Linked DNA regions of Mus musculus: all the other regions are linked to region 2. A link is a contact called in public HiChIP or PLAC-seq and promoter capture Hi-C data. All regions are on one chromosome and are shown on one strand. Each heading gives the region's core, a stretch centred on a gene start, on an enhancer-like site or on the middle of the called end of the contact. The rest is flanking DNA. Distances are from core to core; before and after follow the strand shown.

The links. Promoter capture Hi-C pulls out the DNA fragments that hold promoters and counts their contacts. HiChIP or PLAC-seq counts read pairs in DNA pulled down with a chosen protein or histone mark. Capture Hi-C pulls out chosen DNA fragments and counts their contacts.
Region 1: a contact with region 2 is called in a promoter capture Hi-C map of adipose tissue, with 3 times the contacts expected there. The contact joins the promoter of Eci3 here to the promoter of Pxdc1 in region 2. A contact is called at or near these places in 18 of 39 promoter capture datasets (the 3T3-L1 cell line, 3T3-L1-derived adipocytes, the C10 cell line and 11 more), 51 of 484 Hi-C or Micro-C datasets (the AtT-20 cell line, B cells, the Ba/F3 cell line and 30 more), 11 of 115 datasets of contacts at active chromatin or transcription factors (astrocytes, bone marrow-derived dendritic cells, embryonic forebrain and 3 more) and 3 of 9 other capture datasets (adipose tissue, embryonic stem cells and liver).
Region 3: a contact with region 2 is called in a FOXA1 HiChIP or PLAC-seq map of pancreatic cancer cells. The contact joins the promoter of Slc22a23 here to the promoter of Pxdc1 in region 2. A contact is called at or near these places in 6 of 39 promoter capture datasets (the HPC-7 cell line, cranial neural crest, embryonic stem cells and 2 more), 5 of 484 Hi-C or Micro-C datasets (cumulus cells, embryonic stem cells and group 2 innate lymphoid cells), 9 of 115 datasets of contacts at active chromatin or transcription factors (embryonic forebrain, embryonic limb bud, embryonic stem cells and 5 more) and 1 of 9 other capture datasets (adipose tissue).
Region 4: a promoter capture Hi-C map of liver shows a contact between it and region 2, with 2.7 times the contacts expected there. The contact joins the enhancer-like site here to the promoter of Pxdc1 in region 2. A contact is called at or near these places in 3 of 39 promoter capture datasets (embryonic stem cells, liver and stem cell-derived epiblast-like cells), 2 of 15 datasets of contacts at CTCF or cohesin (embryonic stem cells and stem cell-derived epiblast-like cells), 13 of 484 Hi-C or Micro-C datasets (the G1E-ER4 cell line, cerebral cortex, cochlea and 5 more), 3 of 115 datasets of contacts at active chromatin or transcription factors (astrocytes, embryonic stem cells and stem cell-derived neural progenitor cells) and 2 of 9 other capture datasets (adipose tissue and embryonic stem cells).
Region 5: a contact with region 2 is called in a FOXA1 HiChIP or PLAC-seq map of pancreatic cancer cells. The contact joins the enhancer-like site here to the promoter of Pxdc1 in region 2. A contact is called at or near these places in 20 of 39 promoter capture datasets (the 3T3-L1 cell line, 3T3-L1-derived adipocytes, the C10 cell line and 12 more), 5 of 484 Hi-C or Micro-C datasets (double positive thymocytes, embryonic stem cells, hematopoietic stem cells and 2 more), 18 of 115 datasets of contacts at active chromatin or transcription factors (craniofacial prominence, embryonic basal ganglia, embryonic forebrain and 11 more) and 4 of 9 other capture datasets (adipose tissue, embryonic stem cells, liver and 1 more).
Region 6: a FOXA1 HiChIP or PLAC-seq map of pancreatic cancer cells shows a contact between it and region 2. The contact joins the enhancer-like site here to the promoter of Pxdc1 in region 2. A contact is called at or near these places in 4 of 39 promoter capture datasets (embryonic stem cells, hippocampal neurons and liver), 9 of 115 datasets of contacts at active chromatin or transcription factors (embryonic forebrain, embryonic midbrain, embryonic stem cells and 4 more) and 3 of 9 other capture datasets (adipose tissue, embryonic tail and liver).
Region 7: an H3K27ac HiChIP or PLAC-seq map of embryonic stem cells shows a contact between it and region 2, with 7 times the contacts expected there. The contact joins the promoter of Eci2 here to the promoter of Pxdc1 in region 2. A contact is called at or near these places in 12 of 39 promoter capture datasets (the 3T3-L1 cell line, 3T3-L1-derived adipocytes, the HPC-7 cell line and 7 more), 3 of 484 Hi-C or Micro-C datasets (hematopoietic stem and progenitor cells, muscle stem cells and pre-B cells), 7 of 115 datasets of contacts at active chromatin or transcription factors (embryonic stem cells, extraembryonic endoderm stem cells, heart atrium and 3 more) and 3 of 9 other capture datasets (adipose tissue, embryonic stem cells and liver).

Annotation. Positions count from the first base shown.
Region 1 is chr13:34,962,552-34,965,265 of GRCm38.p6, forward strand. It overlaps Eci3 (enoyl-Coenzyme A delta isomerase 3), which reads right to left and starts at 1,258. Exons shown (of 9, transcript NM_026947.4): 1 at 1,203-1,258. Gm16984 (a long non-coding RNA gene) reads left to right here and starts at 1,399. Exons shown (of 3, transcript XR_873227.2): 1 at 1,399-1,532; 2 at 2,073-2,285.
Region 2 is chr13:34,651,296-34,654,223 of GRCm38.p6, forward strand. Pxdc1 (PX domain containing 1) reads right to left here and starts at 1,386. Exons shown (of 5, transcript NM_025831.3): 1 at 885-1,386. The coding sequence starts at 1,140. Gm15908 (predicted gene 15908) reads left to right here and starts at 1,628. Exons shown (of 4, transcript NR_105041.1): 1 at 1,628-1,933.
Region 3 is chr13:34,343,772-34,346,565 of GRCm38.p6, forward strand. It overlaps Slc22a23 (solute carrier family 22, member 23), which reads right to left and starts at 1,447. Exons shown (of 10, transcript NM_001382849.1): 1 at 388-1,447. The coding sequence starts at 1,026.
Region 4 is chr13:35,014,824-35,017,672 of GRCm38.p6, forward strand. It overlaps a transcript of Eci2 not described here. Among named protein-coding and RNA genes, the nearest start is that of Eci2, 22 kb to the left of the region's middle. Within about 2 kb of position 1,443, at least 3 of the 459 cell types and tissues checked have an H3K27ac peak or open chromatin away from gene starts, as enhancers often do. A contact at or near this core is called in liver, where this site is marked.
Region 5 is chr13:34,207,010-34,210,014 of GRCm38.p6, forward strand. The region is part of intron 4 of Slc22a23 (solute carrier family 22, member 23); the gene reads right to left. Among named protein-coding and RNA genes, the nearest start is that of Gm52037, 11 kb to the left of the region's middle. Within about 2 kb of position 1,257, at least 18 of the 459 cell types and tissues checked have an H3K27ac peak or open chromatin away from gene starts, as enhancers often do. A contact at or near this core is called in pancreatic cancer cells, where this site is marked.
Region 6 is chr13:34,245,442-34,248,574 of GRCm38.p6, forward strand. All of the region lies in intron 3 of Slc22a23 (solute carrier family 22, member 23), which reads right to left. Among named protein-coding and RNA genes, the nearest start is that of Gm52037, 49 kb to the left of the region's middle. Within about 2 kb of position 1,645, at least 46 of the 459 cell types and tissues checked have an H3K27ac peak or open chromatin away from gene starts, as enhancers often do. A contact at or near this core is called in epiblast stem cells and pancreatic cancer cells, where this site is marked.
Region 7 is chr13:34,992,701-34,995,880 of GRCm38.p6, forward strand. It overlaps Eci2 (enoyl-Coenzyme A delta isomerase 2), which reads right to left and starts at 1,444. Exons shown (of 10, transcript NM_001110331.1): 1 at 1,314-1,444; 2 at 368-530. The coding sequence starts at 1,357.

The DNA.
Region 1 (2,714 bases), core at 8-2,507, 310 kb after region 2:
TTGTCTTTAGCTGCATATGTATCAAAAGATGGCCTAATAGGCCATCAGTGGAAAGAGAGGCCCATTGGACTTGCAAACTTTATATGCCCCAGTACAGGGGAATGCCAGGGCCAAAAAGGGGAAGTGGGTGGGTAGGGGGGTGGGGGGTATAGGGGACTTTTGGTATAGCATTGAAAACGTAAATGAGCTAAATACCTAATAAAAAAATGGAAAAAAAAAAGTAGGGTTGAAGGTGCTGAGAACCAATCCTGGATCCTCTTAGAGGAGCAGTAAGCACTTACTGCTGAGCTGTCTCTCCAGCCCACACATTTTTTTTTTTTTTTTAAACAATGTCAGATCTCAGGCTTACATTGCTTATCTAGTGCATAGAGTCTTAGCTGTACTTCGTTGCCTGGGTCCTCCATCTCAAGTCTCACTTGGTTCATTGCATTTTCAAAGTCCTGCTGACTGACTCTCGGCTTTGGTCTATCCAGGTTCACCTGAGCCACTGGTAACCTGAAGACCTGCAGAGACTACAAACACTGGTTTCTATTTGTTCCTTGCCCTTCATTTCTGCAGCAGGATTGCCGATTTGTCCCAAACCCTACAGAGCAAAATGCCATAGTTATATTCTCTCTCTGCTGTCCCAATAATCTAGTTTCAAATGATCACTGAATAAAATCTGTCTACAGATTACAGATTTTTTTCCTCTACATTTTATTTGAATTTGACAAGGGTTATTCCAAGGAGAGAGAAAAAAAAAGACGTTGTAAAATGTAAAGGCTCATTTAAAGCAAATTTATTCAAATGGAGTGTAGGTTTAGATTTTTGAGTTACCTCTCTCAACTAGGTCAACCAATTGCTTGAAACCCACGCTGGTGATAAGGGATTACGCATCTGCTGCGCTCCACTTAGCTAGCAATTGGTGCTTGGACAAAGTGTCACCTTCGCCAAGGCACTGTCTCCCTTAGGAAGTCGCCTGCAAGCCTGAGTGCTTTGGTGACATGAGGTCGCTGCTAGTCCAGGCTTTCTAGGCGGCCTGAGCACATCCATTCGTACAAGACAGGCGAGGTCACTCTTTAGAGCTCTCTCGCTGGGAAACCGTCAAAGCAATATCCTTCTGTCCTGCTAGCCAGACCAGATGACAGAGCGGGGCGGCTCCGCGGGCCCGCGACAAACCTCGCTGGAGACTTTGGGCCAGACAGTAGAGGCTGCAAGCTTACCTAGGACACCAGCACCGCGTACTCTTCTGCTCAAGGAAGGAAGTTAAAGCCAGCCTTGAGGACAAACAGAGCCGAGACGCTTAAGAATGGGTGGAATCGGTGGGAGGAACTGGGCAGGGGGCGGATCCAGAAGTGAATCCTGAGTGGAACGAAAGACTCCAGGAACAGAGGAAGGCAGAGGAAAAGTGAGACTGGGGGCGTGGTCTGAGTTGGGCCCGAGAAGGTTTCAGGGATGGGCACTTGGTTGAGGAAGCAGAAGCATGGCGCATGACTCTGGCCGCAGAGGACAAGGAGCTTTGGGCAGAGAAGGGCCTATGGGTGCAGAGTTCAGTGAGTGAGCTCTGGGAATTGGGTTCAAAGAACAAGGTGCAGGGGATTGGATGCAGAGGGTAGGGTGCGGGGCTTTGGGGTAGGAGGCAGAGAACCGGGTGCTGGGCAGAGAGGGGAGGGTGCTGAACGTAGCCGATAATGGACTTCCCCGCAGAGTGCTGGGTGCAGGGGCACACACCATGGTGTTCAGCTTTTTGCTTTTTATTTTAAAACATTTGTTTCGAGGCAAAAATCTCACGATAAATTGCCTCACTTAAACTTTGCTGATCCTTCTGTCTCTCTGCCTGTTAAGTGCTTGGATTACCGTGGACATCCCAACCTATTTTCGTTTAGAATTGGGGTGCCCAGCCTCTCTGGGTTTCTGCAGCCCATGGTTTCTCAGTCCAGACAGTGTTTTACGTGGGAAATCTCTGACCGTTGGTTCCATTCTCCCGTTGTGATCCTGCTCTCCAGAGCAGGTCTCTTAGGACTATTTCTGACTAGCAATTTGTTCAGCCCTTGCCTGCTGTTTATTAAACACCATTTTTCATCTCCGGACAGTCTGCTTGACAGGAGTGAACCGTTGAAACCCACGCTGGTGATAAGGGATTACGCATCTGCCGCGCTCCGCTAACTAGCAATTGGTGCTTGGACAAAGTGTCACCTTCGCCAAGGCACTGTCTCCCCAAGGAAGTCGCCTGCAAGCCTGAGTGCTTTGGTGACATGAGGTCGCTGCTAGTCCCGTGTGTTTCCACCTGTGACAACGACTTTGGGGTCAGTTGCCACCTTTTCTGTAAGCTGTCAGAAGGGTTAACTCTGGCTCTATGCTTCCAGGTATTTCTTTTACAGTAAGCCACAGCTCAAGCAAAGGAATTGGAACTTCCTTGAATTGAATTGAAAGCACCAGGGAAAGTGGTACCAAGGTGACTGTGATATCCCGCTGTGTAATTGCCGGGGAGGGACCTATTATGACTCTGTTAGGCACAAAGGACTTTGTACTCTTCATTCTCCCTCCTGTATCCTGCTTCGGTTTAGTGGTGCTGCTCATCTATGAAACTGGAAGAGAACGGACCGCTCCCCACCCCCAACCCCTTTCCTTCCCTCTCCTCTCCTCCCCTCCTTCCCTCTCCTTCCATGTCCTCTCCTCTCCTTTCCCTCTCACCCATCCCCTCTCCCCCTCCCTCCCCTCCTCTCCTTCCATCT
Region 2 (2,928 bases), core at 136-2,635:
GGAAGTCTGCTCAGAAGCTATATTGATCCCTCCTGCCCTACCGCTTACCCGGCTCTTTGCCTCACATTTTATTCTTCCCCCCTCCCCCGTCTCTATCAAGGTCTCTCTCCAGTTTCCTCCACTCTTCCAGTCCTTTTGCTGTCCTTAGGAAGCAAAGGGGAAGCCACTGCTGTTTGAGAAAAACAACAGTCACAGCCAACCAGGACCGTCACACGGCCTGAGAGGAGGCGGCCATGGCTAATCAAATCCGAATGCGGACCCGGCTCAGGGGTGGGGACCCTGGGTTGGCCGGACAGATCCAGGCGGGGCGGCCTCCTCCTAGGAGAGGTGGAAAAGATTGCTGCGTGGCACCTCGCTTTCAGGCTCAGCTGTCCCCGGGGCAGAATACAGATGGGGCCTCTACTGGGCAGGACCTGAGCAGCGATCATACCTGCTGCGATCACCCCAGTTTCGATACTCTATAACGGTCTCTACCCTTTCCAGCAAACCCATTCCAGCCTCTACTGGTTCTCCACAGCAGCTGGGACCCAGTAGCTGTCAGCTCTGGATGTCGCCTCCGCTTCTTCACTAGAGGCTCGTTCTTTGGGACAGTCAGGCGAGAGTCCTGCTGACCTTGTCCCTTTCCCCAGCCATCTCATTTATCCTCCAAGAGTGTGCGCCCCAGACTCCGTGCCGGTTCCCAGCCCTTTCTGAACGACCATTCAGGAAAGCCGGGGTCTAGGATGTCCTCCGTCAGGTGCCGAATAGTAGAGTTTTAAGTAACTCTTCCCGCGGACTTCATCGCACTTGGATGAGCTCCTCACTAAGTTCCTCCCCCACAAAGCCCCTCCCGAAAACCGCATCTCCCCGCATCCCCCGGTGCCCCCAGTCCCGCAGCCCCGCACCTTGCCGCAGCGGCGTGCGCGCCAGCTCAGACCGGTCCTCGGGGAAGGCATCGCGGAGGCGCTTGCACAGGCGGCCCAGGTCGGCGAAGCTGCGGTGCAGGTAGAGCACGCTGCGGTCCGACCACTCGGTGCGGATTTCGAAGAACTCCTCCTCATCGCCGCGCCTGCTGACGATGAGCCTGCGGATCCCGTTCACCCAGCAACCGCGCACGAACATGTTCACGAGCGACGTGCCCTCAAACACCGCCGAGGCCATGCCGCGGGCGGCGCATGCCCCTGCCGCCGGGGGCGCCCTCGGCCCCCGCCTGGGGTCCGCCTGGGCAGAGTGAGTCCTGGCAGGGGCGATCAGGGGTTCTCCGTGGGACGCGCTCGATTCCCGCAACGGCGGTTAAGAGTCCCCGTGGGGGAGAAGTTGGTGCCCCGCGAATACGCCGCAGCTCTGCGCTCACTCTGGGGCGGCTACGTGTGGCCCGCGCGCTCAGGGCGGCGCCGCCAGGAGTCTGTGGGACTGAACGGGCTGCGGCTTTATAAGGCACTTCCCATCGCGGGCGGCGACGTCGAGTCCCGGCTGCGGCGCCTCCCTCCTGCCTCCCGCTGACCCGCCGCGGGCGGTCCCGGCCCAGAGCTGCACGCAAATCGCCTCCTCCCTGGTCTGCCAACTGCTAGGCGAGGCTGGTCCTGCGCTCTCCCCGCGCGCAAGGCGACTTTCTCCTCGTTCCCACTCTGGATCCTCGGGATTCTCCAGCCCCGAGTTGAGCACTCTGCCAGGCCCACACGGGGGTGGGATCGACACGTCGCTGGAGTCCAGAGTCCCGGGGCGGCGCCGCATGGGGCGGGGACGCGGGCTCAGACCAAGCGGGAATCCGGGCAGAGGGACTGGTGCTGGTCCCCGCGCCGCCCTTGACTCGCCTGGTCTGGGCCGGGACTCGGGCTGACCCGCCCCGTGTCCCATCGGTTACCGGCGACTCCGCCCCGGGTCCTCCCGCGCATTCCGGTCGTGCCTTAGCTTGACGGAGGCCCGGGACGAGGCGGGACAGACAGACCAGAAGGCAAGACCGTGTGGTTCTTAGAAGAGGATCCCCAGGAGGGTTGTCCGCCAAAAGAATATGGGACAGAATTGTAGGAGACCGGGGTCTCCCCGGAGAGAGCAACTCAGGAGGAGCTTAGGAAGTCCCCCTTGGCAGAACGACCCACAGAGAAGGAATGTACCGCATGGCTCCCAATTGAAAAACAGTGTCTAGCATTAAGAATTGTAGCTTGGTTCCAGACATTCTTCTACCTACAACCTGGGAGAAAGACTATGCTTTTTATACGCTTCTAAATAGTCAGTGAACAAAGACGTTAGGCAACAGGTATTCCTTCTCTGGACCTCACTGACCCTGATTTCCGTTGACCGGTCATCCCCGGCAGGGGGCGGGTACTTAGATCGCTCGTGTCACTGCAGAAATCAGTCCTCCTATTTACCAAAAAGTTCTGCTCAGGCACGCCTATGCCAATCCCCACTACTGCCTGGAGCCATGTCCCTTCTGAAGCTGTCTCCTATCACAGCATCATCCCCAGGACCCCCCAGAAATACACTTTTTTAAGCACCCCATCTTTAGGGTAGAGTTTGCTGGGTGGGAACAACCAAGTCTCCAGTTCAGTTCGCTGCTGCTCGAGTGGCCTAGCTCTGTGAGGCTAGCCACCACTTTGAGTCTGTCATTCCTGGGCGCTGAAGAAAGTGTTTTCTTATTAATAGAAGTTGCTTCAAGAGATCTGGAAGTAAAACGAGATGGCAGAGTAAAAGCAGTCACTGTTGGGAAGTCACTGGTTAGAACACGCTATCTTTTATGCCGCTTAGATCATTCATTAATCACTTTTCTATACAGCCTAGAAACTTCATTTTACTACTTTAAAAAAAAAAGATGATAGGGGTCTGGAGTGCCTCACGTATGTAATTCAAGTAGCCCAGGCAGGGACAGGAAGACCTTTTAAAGCTGGAGGCCAACCTGGGATACCACAGTGCTTTCCAGGTTAACACACACACACACACACACACACACAC
Region 3 (2,794 bases), core at 197-2,696, 310 kb before region 2:
ACACCTTAGCTAGATAGAGGAGAGGATTTGAACCTTTCGGGGGAGGGGAGCCCTTTCCATATGTGCACTGGGACAGGAGTTTGTGTGGATATTAGAAAAGGCTAAGTCGGTCTCTTTGAAGCGGATGCAGCGTCACGGGCACCGCAGAGGGCGGCAAAAAAGCCTTGGCTTCACATCCAAGTAAGAGCATCTCCTTTGAGGGACAGCCGGGAGCCCAGTCAATGCGGGGTTGTGCGTACACAGGCTAACATTTTGGGTTCCTCAACTGGGTAGGTTTGGACCTAAGTCTGCAGAGAATGAGAGATGGAGCACAGAGCAGAGGCGACCGAGGTCAGAAGAAAAAGGTTCACAAGAAGAACGCGGGGACGCGGCGGTCGTGGCCCTTACCTTGCTGACCACGTTTTGGATGAGACCAGTGCGGATGCCGTAGTCCCACGCGTGGCAGTCGCAATTTGAGTCGTTGTTCCCCTTGCCTGGAGGGGATGGGAGGGGTGGTGTGTCGCTGCTGTTGCTTCGGTTGCTCGTGGTCCCCCAGGAGGCAGTGGAGAAGGGGGTGGCCGAGGGGCTGGTCCAATTGCCCATGTCACCCCATCGGCCGGTGACAGTGGCACCCGCCAGCTCGGTGCCTTTGCCGGCCCCGCGGCACCAGAAATCGGGCTGGTCCAGAAGGAAGGAGTCCGAGAACTGGCTGAAGCCAATGAACAGTGCCGGGATCCAGGTGAGCACCACCAGGGTCTTCTGGTAGCCGCCGCCCAGGCCCCCGAGGAAGGGCAGCACGGAGCCATCGTAGTCCAGCAACAGGAGGCTCGGGGCGGCTGTCGCCGCGCAGCAGCTCGAGTGCGGGCCGCCGCTGGGGTGCAGCGCAGGCAGTGGCTGGATCTCCGCGCTGCTGCCGGAGCCCGCGCGCCCTCCGAGGGGCGCCGAGGCCGCCGCGTCCCCGGGCGGCAGGGAGCCGTTCTCCTCCGCCGGGGCCGGCTGCCGCCCGGCACCACTACCCGCCGCCTCACGCCGCCGGTCTATCGCCATGGCCAGGGCCCGCGGCTCCCGCAGAGGCGCATAGAGCGCGGCGGAGCTCGGCGGGCGCCCGGGCACAGCGCCGCCGCCGAGGAGGAGGGCCCGCGGCCGGAGAGAGTGCTCCGGGCCCGGCGAGTCAGGCCACCCCCATGTCACCCGCGCACCCCCGTGCCCTGGGCGCCGGGCAGAAACCGTTCGAGTCCTCAGCCGCCGCGGCTCATCCGCGCCGCGGCCCGGGCGCCCGCCTAGCTACGAGGCTCTCCGCTGATGCGCGCCGGCCGGGGAGGAGGAGGAGCCGGACCCGCGCCCTTGTCGCGACTCGGGGCCCTGCGGGCACCGGTGCGCGTTGTGCTGGGGCCGCCGGCGGCCGCGGGTTGGGAGATCCTCCACGGACTTCGGGCGCTCCCGGAAGCCGCAAGCTCGCAGCCAGCCTGCGGAGCCGGCCGCGCTCTCGGCTCACCGAGCCGGCCTCCGCCTCCCGCCCCGGCCCGCCCCCTCTCCCCCCGCCGAGGTGGAGGTAACCGCGGCACCTGCTGCGCCGCTCCTGCGCACGAGCGCCCCCTCCAGCCGGGCCGTGTCGCCACCGCCCGGACAGACGCAGGGGCGGGGAGAGGGACACCCGGGCCGCTGCAAGATCCCTGGTGGTCTCTGGGCGCGGGGGACGGGGGTCACCAAGGAGTCTGCACTGGCTGGGAGTGAGAGGACAGTGTCGTCTGCCAGTCTCAAGTCCCACAGCCGCAAGGGACCTCGCCCCGGGCACACCGGCTCTCCGTGACCTCTGTTCGTTTCCGAGGTGCCTGGCGGCTGGCACCCCACTCCTGGTCTTGAGCCCAAGGGTTGCCTGTCTTCCAGAACAACCTTCTGTTCTTCTTCCAGACTCAAATAAGGCAGCTTTTTATGGTCACGGAGCTGGGGCAAGGAGGCATGTTTGCCAATTTTAGGATGACAGCCCCTTACAACGCTGGGTCACACACGACCTACTGCAGCACCCGCCCCAAATCGCCATTTCTTTCTGTGCTCCAGAATGAATGTCAAATAAACACAACTCTAGAAGGCTAGACCTTCAACAGAAGCCACACACTCGATACAAACGTGAATGAGGGCGGCCTGCCCCACCCCCTCCCCAAGGTCTCGGAATCACAATTCCTATGCTCTGCGCACAGGCGCGCACACATCTACACCTCACAGGAGATCCAAATGCTCTTGGCACTCCAGACTCCAGAGCCAGCCTTGCCCAGCTAGCACTATATAAATAACACCAGCCCTGCGGCAAACGGCCGCATTAGCATATCTTCTCCTGCGTGCCAGGCCTGACACCAGTGAGAATTATGCGGCTTTCATCTTAGCCTCACTACATTCTCGAGACATTTCATATTCTGAGAAGTTTATTAATGGAATTAATGGAAATCTTAAATGGAGCAATCTATCTCTAGTCTTATTTAGCACAGGGGAAGGAAGCTCGCGTTCTTTTCCCAAAAGCATATCCTGCGAGTACATGTATGGAATGCGTTCTTTAAGCATCTCCGTTATTTTCTCAGCTGCATGTTGTATAATTTAGTGGGAGACTTTTTTTTTTTAAGCATGCAGCTCAATGTTCCAGTCAACATGTACTTACTGCTGAAATTCTGACACGTGGAGAGAACTATTTCTGAAGACTGCCAGAGAGCTGGACTTTGGGGAACCCAACTGTGAATTTTCCTGAGTGGCTGGGAAGGGGAGATTAGATAACAATAGACGGAAGAGACACAGGCTGCAGAAGACACTAAAGGTCTGGGAAACC
Region 4 (2,849 bases), core at 193-2,692, 360 kb after region 2:
CTTTCTTTCAGCACTTAAAGACTTTTTGCATTCCGGCATGACTTTGGGTGACTCCTTCATGTCCTCTCCTGTCTAATATTGGAGCTGTTGCTCCGTGTACACATGCATCGTCTTCCTGCTGTCTTTCCCACCTTTTTGTTCTTCTTCTAAGATCTTTCTATTCTTCCAAGAATCTATGGCACTCAGATTGGCTGCCGTTATACAATCCCCCTGCCTCAACTTCCCAGGTGCTGAGATTAAAGTTCATATATCCTGCTTATGATTTTTGAATTGTCTTTGTCCTTCAGCTGTTTGGTTTTGATATATGTAATCATTTTTATCTTGTTTCGGTGCTTGTTGAGATTCCTAGATATGCCAATTTATCTCTCCTACTGCGTTAGAGAAGTTTTTAGTCAGGAGCTCTGTAAATATCTTGTCTGTCTCAGTCCAGTGTCCTTACCTTTTCTCTGTGCATGCAGTGCTGATGAGATGCCTATCCCCACTTCATGTAGCTCTTTTACATTTTGTACATCATTTTGGTATCTTTTTTTTTCCAGATTAACTAAACTCTACTGCTCTACTTTCAAATTTATTGATACAGTCTTTTTTTTTTTTTCTCAATTTGCTGTGGTGCCTGCATTGTGCCTTTTAAATTTTGAGATATTTTCCTTTTTAAATTCTTATTTTTTTCTTTTGGCTTTTAAGTTTAATATGCCCATTTGCGTGGTATGCATGAAGATGGTGATGGTTGCTTTTTCTTCCCTAATCTTATTGGTTGATTTTGTGCCTTACAGGTTTGGTCTCTTGTACTTGACTTCTCAAATTTTTCTGCCTGCAGTGGGACTCTATTTCCTGCACTGCCCTGGGCACAGGGCAGTTCTGCACTCAACAGTGTCAGACGAGAGACATGACTTGGGTCCCCAGCTGAATTACGAATCCTCTTTCCCAACAGTGTTCTCTTCAGTTGTGATGAATGACCTGAATCATGTTAAAATAGTGGATTCACTGATGGAAAACTCACAGGTCCTATCCAACCACTGTCACACTCTAAGCATCTTTAGTTTTATGGCAGAGAAAGTTAGCATGCACTTCATTTCCTTTAAGATCTTAAGCCCAATTTTTATTGAAAATAGTCTTCATAAATCTAATGACATGCTGTACTGAGATGTCATAGGATGCCAGATGGAATTAATGTATTAAAGCATTGCTATCAATCATAGGCCAATAGGACAAATAACTCGTTTATGAGATTCATGTACAATGACTCCTTTGCCACAGGCATCTGTTTCATGGAGGAGTTGGCAACACTGGCAATGTTGACATATTGGCAACATTCATTCATCAGTCATGTCCCCATAAAGTATTTATTGATCATTTTGTGGGTGCCAGGCATTAGCAAAGGACACTGGAGTAAAGTTGAGCCTTTGCGGTGGTGCACTGTGTAGCTCTGGAGTGATGAGTTGGCTGTGGATTTCAGGCTTCTGCTCCTCTTGCTATACAGAGTAAGGACAAAAATTTCCACTAGTATCAGTTCCAGGAAGCCACACAATGATCATTTTGTATTGTGGGTTCACATGTTTGCTATGCAACATTAGCAAAAGTTCAATGATGATGAAATTCAATAAGTTATGCTCTGCATCATCAATGAGCCACCATTGTTTACAAGTATCGGCTACAGAGTACACTGTTTTTGTTACTTTACTGACATGGTGGTGAAGCCCAGAGTCCATGTAGATTTCACAAGGCCTTAGAGTTAGTGACTCTGTCATCTGGGAGCTCAAATTTATGACCACAGCGATTCCCCTGTTAGTTATTCTTATGAATGAACAGAGTTAATAAGAATTTTAATGAACATTAAAATTGAACATGAGGTGTTTCTGGGAGGCAGTCTTCTTTTTTTTTTTAAGTTAGGAAATGTAAATCATTTATCAAAACTCTAATCTTAAGTCCCATGTAGTGACTGTTGCTTTATGGGTCACTCACCCAGATATTGATCTTGCTCCTTTCTAACCGATGTTCCCCACATATCTGTTGAGTCCTTAGAAGATGAGCTACATGTTTAGTAAGTAGGGAGAACCATTTTTTTTTCTGCTAGTTTTCTGGAATGTGCTTCTCTTGGTTTCTAAGTGAAATGAGTTAGCACTTCATTTCGTACCTATAGAAAGTATCAGCCAGTTTTTTGAGTCAAGCAAAAAGTTATGGCATCAATAGCAACAGACTCCAGTTATCAGAATAAAGACCCTCTCATTTGGAGGCTGTGCCACCCCACTGAACACACTCAACTAGAAGACACTATATTCTTCAGCAACTAATACCCAGTATAGCAATACAACCATAAGATAGCTTCTATGAGATTTTCATTTTTTTTAATGAAATGGATAAACATTTGATCTGAGGTTTTGCTTATTGAGGCAAGGAAAGTTGCCAAGTTTCACACATATCTTTAATATCAACACCTGGGAGATGGAGGGAGAAGGATAGAGTTCAAAGCCAGCCTTGGTTATATAGCAAAATTGAATCCATCCTGGGATACATAAAACTCTATCTTTAAAAAGTTAAAATCAGACAGTCCCATTGGGTTGAGCCTCTGCAGGGGTGATGTCTCAGGGTAGGTGGCGTGTGTTGAATGAGTCCACACATCTAATGTCAGGGAGCAAAAAAAGGTGGGGTGGAGTACGTGGAATGAGAGAGGGGAGAAGTAAAGAGAGAAAGAGGAACTTCATCTCACAGTCCCTGTAAGGGCGCACCCATAACGACCGTTCTAAGAACCTCTAATTGGCCCAACTCTTAGAAGACCATCATCCCTTACTGTGATGCTCTGATAACAAGACTTAACCACACCAACCTCAGTGGTATAATCTTGTCATTTC
Region 5 (3,005 bases), core at 7-2,506, 440 kb before region 2:
TTTTTGGGGGGGAGGGTAGGAAGGGGGGGGAACGTGCTGTGAGCTTTTCCTAACTTGTCACCGGAATTCTACATGAAATGTGAGCAGTTTGGATGCTTGCAAATGACTTCTTTATATTTTTATGTCTTGAGTTGATTCAAACAAGCACAATGACTCTGAAGTGGTCCGTGTGCTTTACAAGTCTCAAGTCTGAGATGAAATACGGTAATGTGAAAGAACATAAAAACAGAATTTGGGGTCGTTTGATGAGAAGGTAATAATTAGAACTTTTCTCATTTTCGGAAATTTGCAATAAAGAAAATTTTGTTATTTCAATTTGTAGTAATAAATATATACAACTGATTAAAATTTTAAAAAACTGGTACATGGTATAAGGATGATCATTAAGGTTTAAAAGCAATGAATTGTCTTCTTGTCCAGTGGGAGAATCTAATATCAACCAGCTTCCTATCAGGACAGCCTTTTTTGTTCATTAATATATCACTATACAAAAGAAGGGATTTCACTATAACACTTTCATTAACATACATCACACATTAGATCGTATGCCTCATCCCCCTTCTCACCCCTCGCTTCTTTTCCCAAGCAGTTTCTTTCTGTTTGAATGCCTTACCTACTTGCTCCTGAATCTAGATTCTACACAGGAGAGAAAATTCACACTCTTCATCTTTCTGAGTCTGATGATGACTTCCAGTTTTATCCACATTTCTGCAAATGTTAGAACTTCTAACATTTAGAAATGGCTAAAACTCCATGTGTATATACACAACATATTTCTAAGTTCACCCATTGATGGGCACCTAGACAGACTCCATATCTTGCTATTGTGCTACTGTAAGCATTGGGTGTGCATGTCTCTGTGTTCATTGACTCGGTCTTTCTAGTGTACACACCCAGGAGAGATAATAGCTATGCACTGGCAGCTTTTTAAGAACCCTCACACTGATTTCAATAGAGGCTTGGGCTGCCTTTTGGAGAGTTCATTAAACACACACGCTGGTGAAAAGCCAATTGGGCAGTTCTCTGAGTAAAAAGCATGTGTGTCCTGTTTAATTCACTGCACTAGGACATTTACTCATAAATAAAGTACAGAAAGGAAATAAAACCACCAATGCTTTATTAAATTAGTTGTACCCTTAAGTCTTTCCTTTATTTGTTTTGCAAAGTGTTTAATTTTAGGGCGATACCCGTGTACACAGACACACCTTCCTGCCTGTGATTCAACAGTGACATCATTCACAGAATAAACATGTATGGAGCAGTTGGAGTCATTAGGGCAAAGAGCCACACTTTAGGCTGCAAGAAGTTATTTTGTTGGGAAGGAAAGCATACTAAACACATACTGCACCACTGCCTATGTCCCAGCCCAGTGTGGAACTTCGACCAAGCAGGCATACAGGCAGGACACAAAATCGAGCCCAGAGAGGACAAAAGGTCAGTATAACTTCATGGAGATGACCTTTCCATATGTGCATACGAAAATGAGTGTAGAAGGAACTCAGGGCACTTCTGATTCAAAGAGATAACTCTAGCTCTAGTTGTTGACTCTCTGGGTATGATCATGTATGGAACAGTTAAAAAAAATTCTAGAGGGGCTGGCAGGATAGCTCAGTGGTTAAGAGCACTCTTTCAAAGGACCAGAGCTCAGTTCCCAGCACTCACATGGTCGCTAACAATCATCTGTAACTCCACTTTCAGGAGATCCAACATCCTCTTCTGGCCTCTATGGGTACTACATGCATGTGATGCACAGAGATACACTCAGGCAAAATACCCATTCTAATCAAGATAGATAAAATCTTAAAAAAAATCTAGAGAGTCCTCAAAGAAAATAAAGAAACAGCAACAGACTCAAAGGTCTGAATGGAATTAAACACAATTGGAAGTTATTCAAAGGTGTCCAGTGTGCTTCACGAACTGAGGTCCCATAATCCCCTGGGAAAATGATAGTAGAAATACACCAGAAAGTTGCTGTGATGTTAAATGAGTCCGTTATTCATCTGGGTCTCAATTTCTCTGAATCTGTGAAATGAGATCAGTAGACTGCCACAGAAGCTTTGGCAAGCTAGAGCCCCCATCTTATCTGCTGAGATTTGAGGCTAAAAGTCACCTCTCAAAGGCAAAACTATGCTACATTGTGCATAGCATCCTCATAGTGCTTGCTACAGGCTCAGGCCACTTGGTGTCCAGCATCCTCATAGTGCTACAGTCTCAGCCACACTGTGCACAGCATTCTCAGAGTGCTGCAGGCTCAGGCAGGGCACACGAAGTCTTTGACATTAGCCTTTTTACAGTGGACCAACCCTGCATACATAGGGATTGACATGACCCTAAATGTTACTCTGTTCATGCCTTTAGCAGATAAAGACCTGAGATTTAGCTCCCATACAGACACACCTATAATCTGTAACATTATATTGCATGCAGCTGGTGCTCATCCACCCACAAACCCCAGTTAATATTCTCCACTTTCTCACTCTTCCTCCTGTGGAAGTGATTATCAAGCCATAGAAATCAGAAGGTACACAGGGCATGAAAGGGGCAAAGCTGTACAGGGAACTGATTTGACACCATTTGCAAGTGATACAGAAAATGTGGTACTCTGACAGACAAAGTGGTGCAGACCTATAATCTCAGCGCTTGCCAGGCCAAGGCAGGGTGATAGCAAGCTGGAGGCTAGGTCGGATTAGAATAGTGAGTTCCTGGCCAGGATGGATCATTTGGCAAGACCTCATCTAAAACTATAAAATATAAAGGAGCTGGGATGAACTCCTCAGTGGTTGAGAGCTCCCTTAGCATGCACAGGGTTCTAGATTTAATTACCAGGAAAGGGGGTGGGGGTGGGGTAAGGAGGGAAAGAGGCAGAAGAGATGAATTTGCCACTTCTGCACCTAACTAGAACTTTACTGGCACCTCTGTTTACAGCTTGCTGGGGATGGGCCAAACAGCTGTTCCAAGGGACCATCTTCTGACCTAGGCTCTAATCCTACGCCCATCAGGGTGGC
Region 6 (3,133 bases), core at 395-2,894, 410 kb before region 2:
TGCCTTTCTGCCACACCTTTGTTGTCTCAATCCTCTTGTGAGAAACACTCAGTCCTCACAGCACCAGTGAGGTATTCTAATCGTCTTAAGATCCAGGTGAGAGTCCTCCTCAGCCCAGGTGAAGCTGGCTTGGATCAGGACATACGGCTATTATCTCCTGCTAGCATTTAAAGAACGTACACCTTACCCCTTTAAACTCAACACAAACTGTGGGAACTTTACGGCAATACAGAAATATAAAAATACGTGTGAAACCATCAACAATCTAAGCATGCTCAAACTGCGGGTTTCCTCCCGATCTTTAAGAATTTTTTAAAAGGTCGATTATCAGCTTGCATTTATTTTTCAGAATCTCACCGTCAACATTTCTCACAGTCATTGAAGACACTGCCTCCTCGAGGAGTTCCTGCAAGGTCTGGCTGGGAGGTGATGCCATTGAAGCCCTCACTGTCAGGCTGGATCTCTGGTCATTTCCCATTGTAGTCGCACTACCACACACCCATGCACACCAGCTTCCTTTGCATGACACTGGCTCCTTGTGCAGATGGATCCTTCTACTTCTTGCACCTCCATGGCTATCATAAAGAACACACATCAGATGATGCACTGGCAGTTGCCGGGCCTTGCATACCCAGGTTTCCTGCGACGTTTACTTCTAACAGCAGAACTATGGAGTGCTCACTAGGACTCCAGTGGCAGAGCTCAGCAACCATTTCCCTTGGTGAGAGGCAGCAGGACGAGATCAACCACAGAAGGGTGTCCTCAAATGTCATGGCTCTCTGTTTGGGGCTCCTGCCTCTCTATCTGGGTCTTCTGGACGTCAAGCTTTCTTCAGATCTCTTGGCCCTCTGTTTAGATGGCTTGGGTCTGTCTGGGTCTCCTGGGCTGCTCTCTTGTCTGTCCCTCTCTTGGACAAGAGCCCCTCCACTCAGTCCTCATACTTATGGGACACTTGTGATTCTTCTCAAGCCTACTTTTATTCTCCTGATCCTATCTCTCCAGACCTTGCTTATTCTTTCTCCTCCTCCTAGTCTCCTGCCCCCCACCCCCCATCTGGGCTGTTGCCCCTCTTACTAAGCCAGCTGCAATAGTCTCTTACAGTCTTCTCATCTTCCAACTAACCAGATACATTTTAGTTAAGACAGTCTTTTCAGGAGCAAACCTACTGTGTCTCCTTGGTAGTTCTCTTCTCCACTGAGAGTCTAGTCTTATAGCAGGGCACAGTAGGTCCTGTCTGAGGTCATGGGCCTCAGTGAGTCAACACTCACTTCTCTGATCCAACCAGGAGATGACCAAATACACACACACACACACACACACACACACACACACACACACACACACACACAGGAAAGGTCATTTAGTATCCCAGGAAGGGTCTTCACCTGATCATGAAGAGACAGCCCTTTCCCCAAGGAGCTACAGACCAAAAGTCCCCATACCTAGAGCCAGGGTGAGGCAGGAGTTGACTATCTAAGGTTTGCATCCTTGTTCCAGAGGGAAGCCAACTGATCCTCTTCCCTTCCACTTGCTTCCTCCAACCTCATCACCTGGCTAGAAATAGAAGCCAATCTCTCATTATCCCGCTGGAAAGTAAACAACTGCTCCCCCTGGGTAAACATGAAAGTCACCAGGTCTCCTCTGAGCAGGTCAATAAGGAAGGATGACGTTTCCTGCCTTGGCTGTAAGGACAGCAGGGCTTTCTACCCAAGAACTTAGGAGACGGAAGATTTCCTCTGGCCTCTTCTCCCACCTGTCATCTTTCCCCACCCAGTTCTCTGTGCTGGTGGGTTTTGTCCCCTAAGCCTTGAATAGCACAGAACTGGCTAGTGGGAATCCTGAATGCATTTCCCTCTCCTGTCTAAATCTAGTCCAAGGAATGACTCAACTCTTCTATCAAAACACAGGTCTGAAGCTACACGGCAGCCCTGTGGCCCCTGGCATTTGGGGTATTCTCTCTTTGATGTGAATCATCTGTAGTGTATCCCTGCAGGTGCTAAACAGGGTAGGAATATCCTTTCTTTCCTCTCCCGGCACCTCTTCAGAGCCTGGCTGGTAGTTAGCCTGTCAATGTTGGTATAAGCTGTTTTTATTATATTAGGATGCATCATCTCTCTTCCTACATATCATTGTGCTTCTGTTTGTCAGAGAATATTGAATATTCAACCAACCAAGTAGTTTAAATATCACACTGTATGGGGAGATAGAAAGGGAGAGGGGAGAAGAGAAATTCTTGAAACAACTTAGAAATGAGTTGAATGGGAAAGTGGGAAGAACTCTAGCATGCTTTACGAGGACAGGTTTGTTGCTTCTAATGCTCTCCCATACAACCTTTGAAGAAGGGACCCATACTGGGGTTTTAACTCCTCCATCACATGATGGAGATGATCACCACCAGGGAGTGTTAACTCTTCGTAGACTTCTAAGCCTGTGTTCAACAATCCGGAGGAAGAGGTAGCATCACAGATGCAAGATTCTTTCCAGACACTAGATGATAATCGTGACTGGAGACACAGGCACACGTGTGCATCTTCATTAAACTCTTAATCTGTATTATGTGCAATGCATGGAATGCTTTTGTTTTTTAAACACCGAACAAGAAGCATCAAGTGGACTCTAACCTTAATCTTCTGGGATGTGTTGTAGACTGACTGCTGTATAACCTTGCTGTCAAGAAGGGTCAGAAACTTAAGGAAACGACCCCTGCCCCCTGCCCCCTGCCCTGTTTTTGTACAATTCATGGCCAGCTTGGCGCTAAGAATGACATGACACTTTTAAAGGGCTGTGAAGCTTGTATGGAATTAAGATTTTAGCCCTCACAAACAATGCTTTGTTAGAACGAACACAGCTTTTAGCTTCATTCCAGACTGTCCCGGCTGCTATTGCATCTGAACAGCAGTGCATGTGAGAAGATGAGGCGGGAGGATTTGAATTTAAGGTCATTCTGGGCTATAAGGAAGGGAGTTACTGAGCTGCGGTAGCAGGCTCCCCACAGCTGCAATGTTTCTGTTCTAGCCTTTTATAGAGGTGACAACACCTGCCCCAAAGGCTGTGGAATGGACCATCTGACCAATTTGTAAAACAGGATTCAGAATGGGGTGTTCTTGTCATGTGCTTCAGACTTCTGTCAGAA
Region 7 (3,180 bases), core at 194-2,693, 340 kb after region 2:
GATAACCAGGACACTGGTAAATGATGGTAAAACTCGGTCCGTATTCAAGTTTATCCAACTGCCCCAGTGAATTATTCTCATTAGGAAGGGCTCAAGCAGGCTCCAAACATGTGAATATAAATGGTGTATCTTCCAAATCTCTTTATTCTGGAGAGAAGCAGAGGAGGCTACTCTGTGCTTTAATAGCATATAAAGGCCTAATATGAAAAACAAAACAAAATAAAGCCTGCATACATACACCCCAAAGGGGAGCCAGCCATGCAACCGGAATGTTAGAAACAGTGTTAGAAACGTATCAGAAACGTATCAAATTCAGGAATCATTTGCTCAAAATGCGTTTAAGTTACAACAGAGCTCAGTCTATTACCTGCTTGTACAGTGCATAGAGTCTTAGCTTCACTTCGTTTCCCGGGTCCTTCTTCAAGAGTTTCACCTGGTTCAATGCATTTTCAAAGTCCTGCTGACTGGCTCTCATTGTTGGTCTGCCCAAGTGCAGTTTAGCCACTTGTAATCTGAAGACCTGCAGGACACTACAAATAGTGGTTTCTGTTTGTTCCTTGCCCTTTTATTTCTGCAGCAACAGGATTACTGATTGGCTCCAACTCATGTTGATCAGAACAGCATGCATCTACAACAGAGGCAGGCGGATTTCTGAGTTCAAGGCCAGCCTGGTCTACAAAGTGAGCTCCAGGATATCCAAGGCTATACAGAGAAACCCTGTCTCGAAAAACAAACAAACAAACAAACAAAAACAACAACAACAACAAAAACCCCAACAGTTTCCCTAAGTAAGCAACTTCCCACTGACGCTTATTGCACGCTCATTCAAATGGAGGGTAAGTTTTGCCTTTTGAGAAAGTCACACAGCGGTTCACTTTGCTCCATAGTTCTTTGGGTTATTACTTATGGAGCACTCTCTCCAGCCACTTCTCTGAACAAAGTGAGCTTACTGCTTGAAACCCCACACTGGTTCAGCAGCGCTCAGAGCTAACTAGCAATATTGGACAAAGTGTCATCTTAGCCAAGGCACTGCGTGCGTGCCCTAGGAAGTCCCGGGCTGGGCCTGGAGGCCTGGGTGCCCCGGGGACCCAAGCACCGACGGAGGCGACCGGAGCGCGTCCATCCTTACCCTTTGGGACTCAGCAGAGGAAGAACCTTCGAGGTCACTCTTTAGAGCTCTCTCGCTGGGAAATCGTCAAAGTAATATCCTGCTGTCTCGCTAGCCAGGCCAGATGACAAAGCGGGCGGCTCCGTGGGCGGGCGAAAATTCCCGCTGGCGACTTTGGGCCGGAGAGTCGAGGCTGCAAGCTTACCTCGGACACCAGCATCGAGCCCGACTCCAGGTCACTGCCGCCATAGCTAGATACTGTGGTCAAACTGAGCCCGGAGGCTTAGGCCCAGCAGAAACTGCAGGGCAAGACCGGGAAGGGGCGGAGCCAGAGGTGCGCTCCGGGCGTGGGTGGGGCCAGGGTTCAGGGGCGGGGCCAGGATGTGAGCTCGGCCTGTGAAAGGACCCGGGGACAAAAAGACTGGCGGAGATAATCTTGGATGTGAGCCCTGGGCAGGGGTGCGACTAGCGACTCCTTCAGAGTTGAGAATGGGCGGGTTTCGAGGAGGAGCCTAGAATGCCTGGCCCAGGTCCAACTCCGTACAAAGGTGATTGGCACAAGATCTGGCAAAGAGGGACAGGGTACGGAGGCGGTTCACTGTGTTCTTCGGAATATTAATCAGAGAGCCTAAGCATATTTATTTACAAACCGGACAGCTCCCAGAATGTTTAGTTAGGAGCACGCTCCTGAGCACGTTCAGTCTAAGGTCATGGAACATTATGTTTAAAAGATTATATGGACAAGAGTGCTCCTGGATATGCTTATCTTGCACAATTAAGTTTAAGCTGAACATGAAACGGTATAAGCTTCATTAATGTAGGCGTTTGCCCCTAAGGTGATTCTCATGCTTAGCAGAGGCCACCTCCAGTAAACACCACGTCTGGCTGAAGATTGGGGTGGGGGTGGGGCAGTTCGCAAGGAAAGGGAACCACACTGAGCAGAGTATTAGTTGAGCTTGAGGATCACTGCGCCCACGTTAAGAAGCTCTTGTAGTGTGTGAGACCTGGAACTAGCATTGTAAAGTACCTTCATAGTGAGTCCTAGACCTCCCTGCCGACTCAAATGATCCTCTTTGCACGTAGATAAAATTCTTGATATGAATATATATATGTTCTGTGCTAAGAGTAATAGAGAGCCACGGAAGAGCTAATTGGTAGAGCTAGAGAATTGACTAGGCTATTTGAGAACAGTCGTGGCTCTTGCAGAAAGCCCGGGTTTGGTTTCTCTGAATCTACAGGGTGGGTCATAACCATTCATAACTCCAGTTCCAAGGGGACAGACACATTTTATGACCTAAACAGCCCTCAGACACACAGATGGTATGCATAATACCAGTATGCAAAACCAATTACATAACGACAGTTAAATAAATAGACAAAGTAAAACAAAAAAGTTACAACAAATACATTTTTTTAAAAAGAGCCATTGGGTATGCTTTTGATCTACTTTACAGTGCAGTCAAGATGCCCGGGCATGTCTCTGAGAGTTTTGTTTCTGTACTAGAGTGAGAATGGCAGAATCCTCCTCAAGATCTCACCAGAGTTCGAATCTCCACTCCTGGTTCTTATAAAGACCTTGGAGAAGGAGGTGTGTGGGTCAATTAGGTCCTACCTTAGAGGCTTGACTGCACGTGAGCAGTGCTGTCTAAGAAGGGATTTGATACAGACACCCAGGCCTGGTGGTCACAAGAGCCAGGAAATGTTCCCAGTGAAACTGAATCTTGGGGGTTCTACTTCACAGGGTCTGCTCAGTATTCTGGGAGATGTTTCTTGAGACGGTGCCATGGAACCTATGATGGATGGAGATGCCAACCAGAGTGCTTGTTTTTATTTATACTATTAAAACCATCAGCTCATGTTATCATTATGGCATATAAAAATTCTATCAATAGCAATCAACAGTGAAGTCTAGAAATCTTAAAGAAGCCTGAATGTCCTCTGTCTCACTACTGGTTTCTCTGTATGTATCTGTGATCTGTGATCTTTTAGTAGCTGTTTTTTTTTTTGTTTGTTTTCTGTTTTGATTTACAAGCCCTCATACCTGTTTCTGTCTAGTCTTTCTTTGGGCCTCA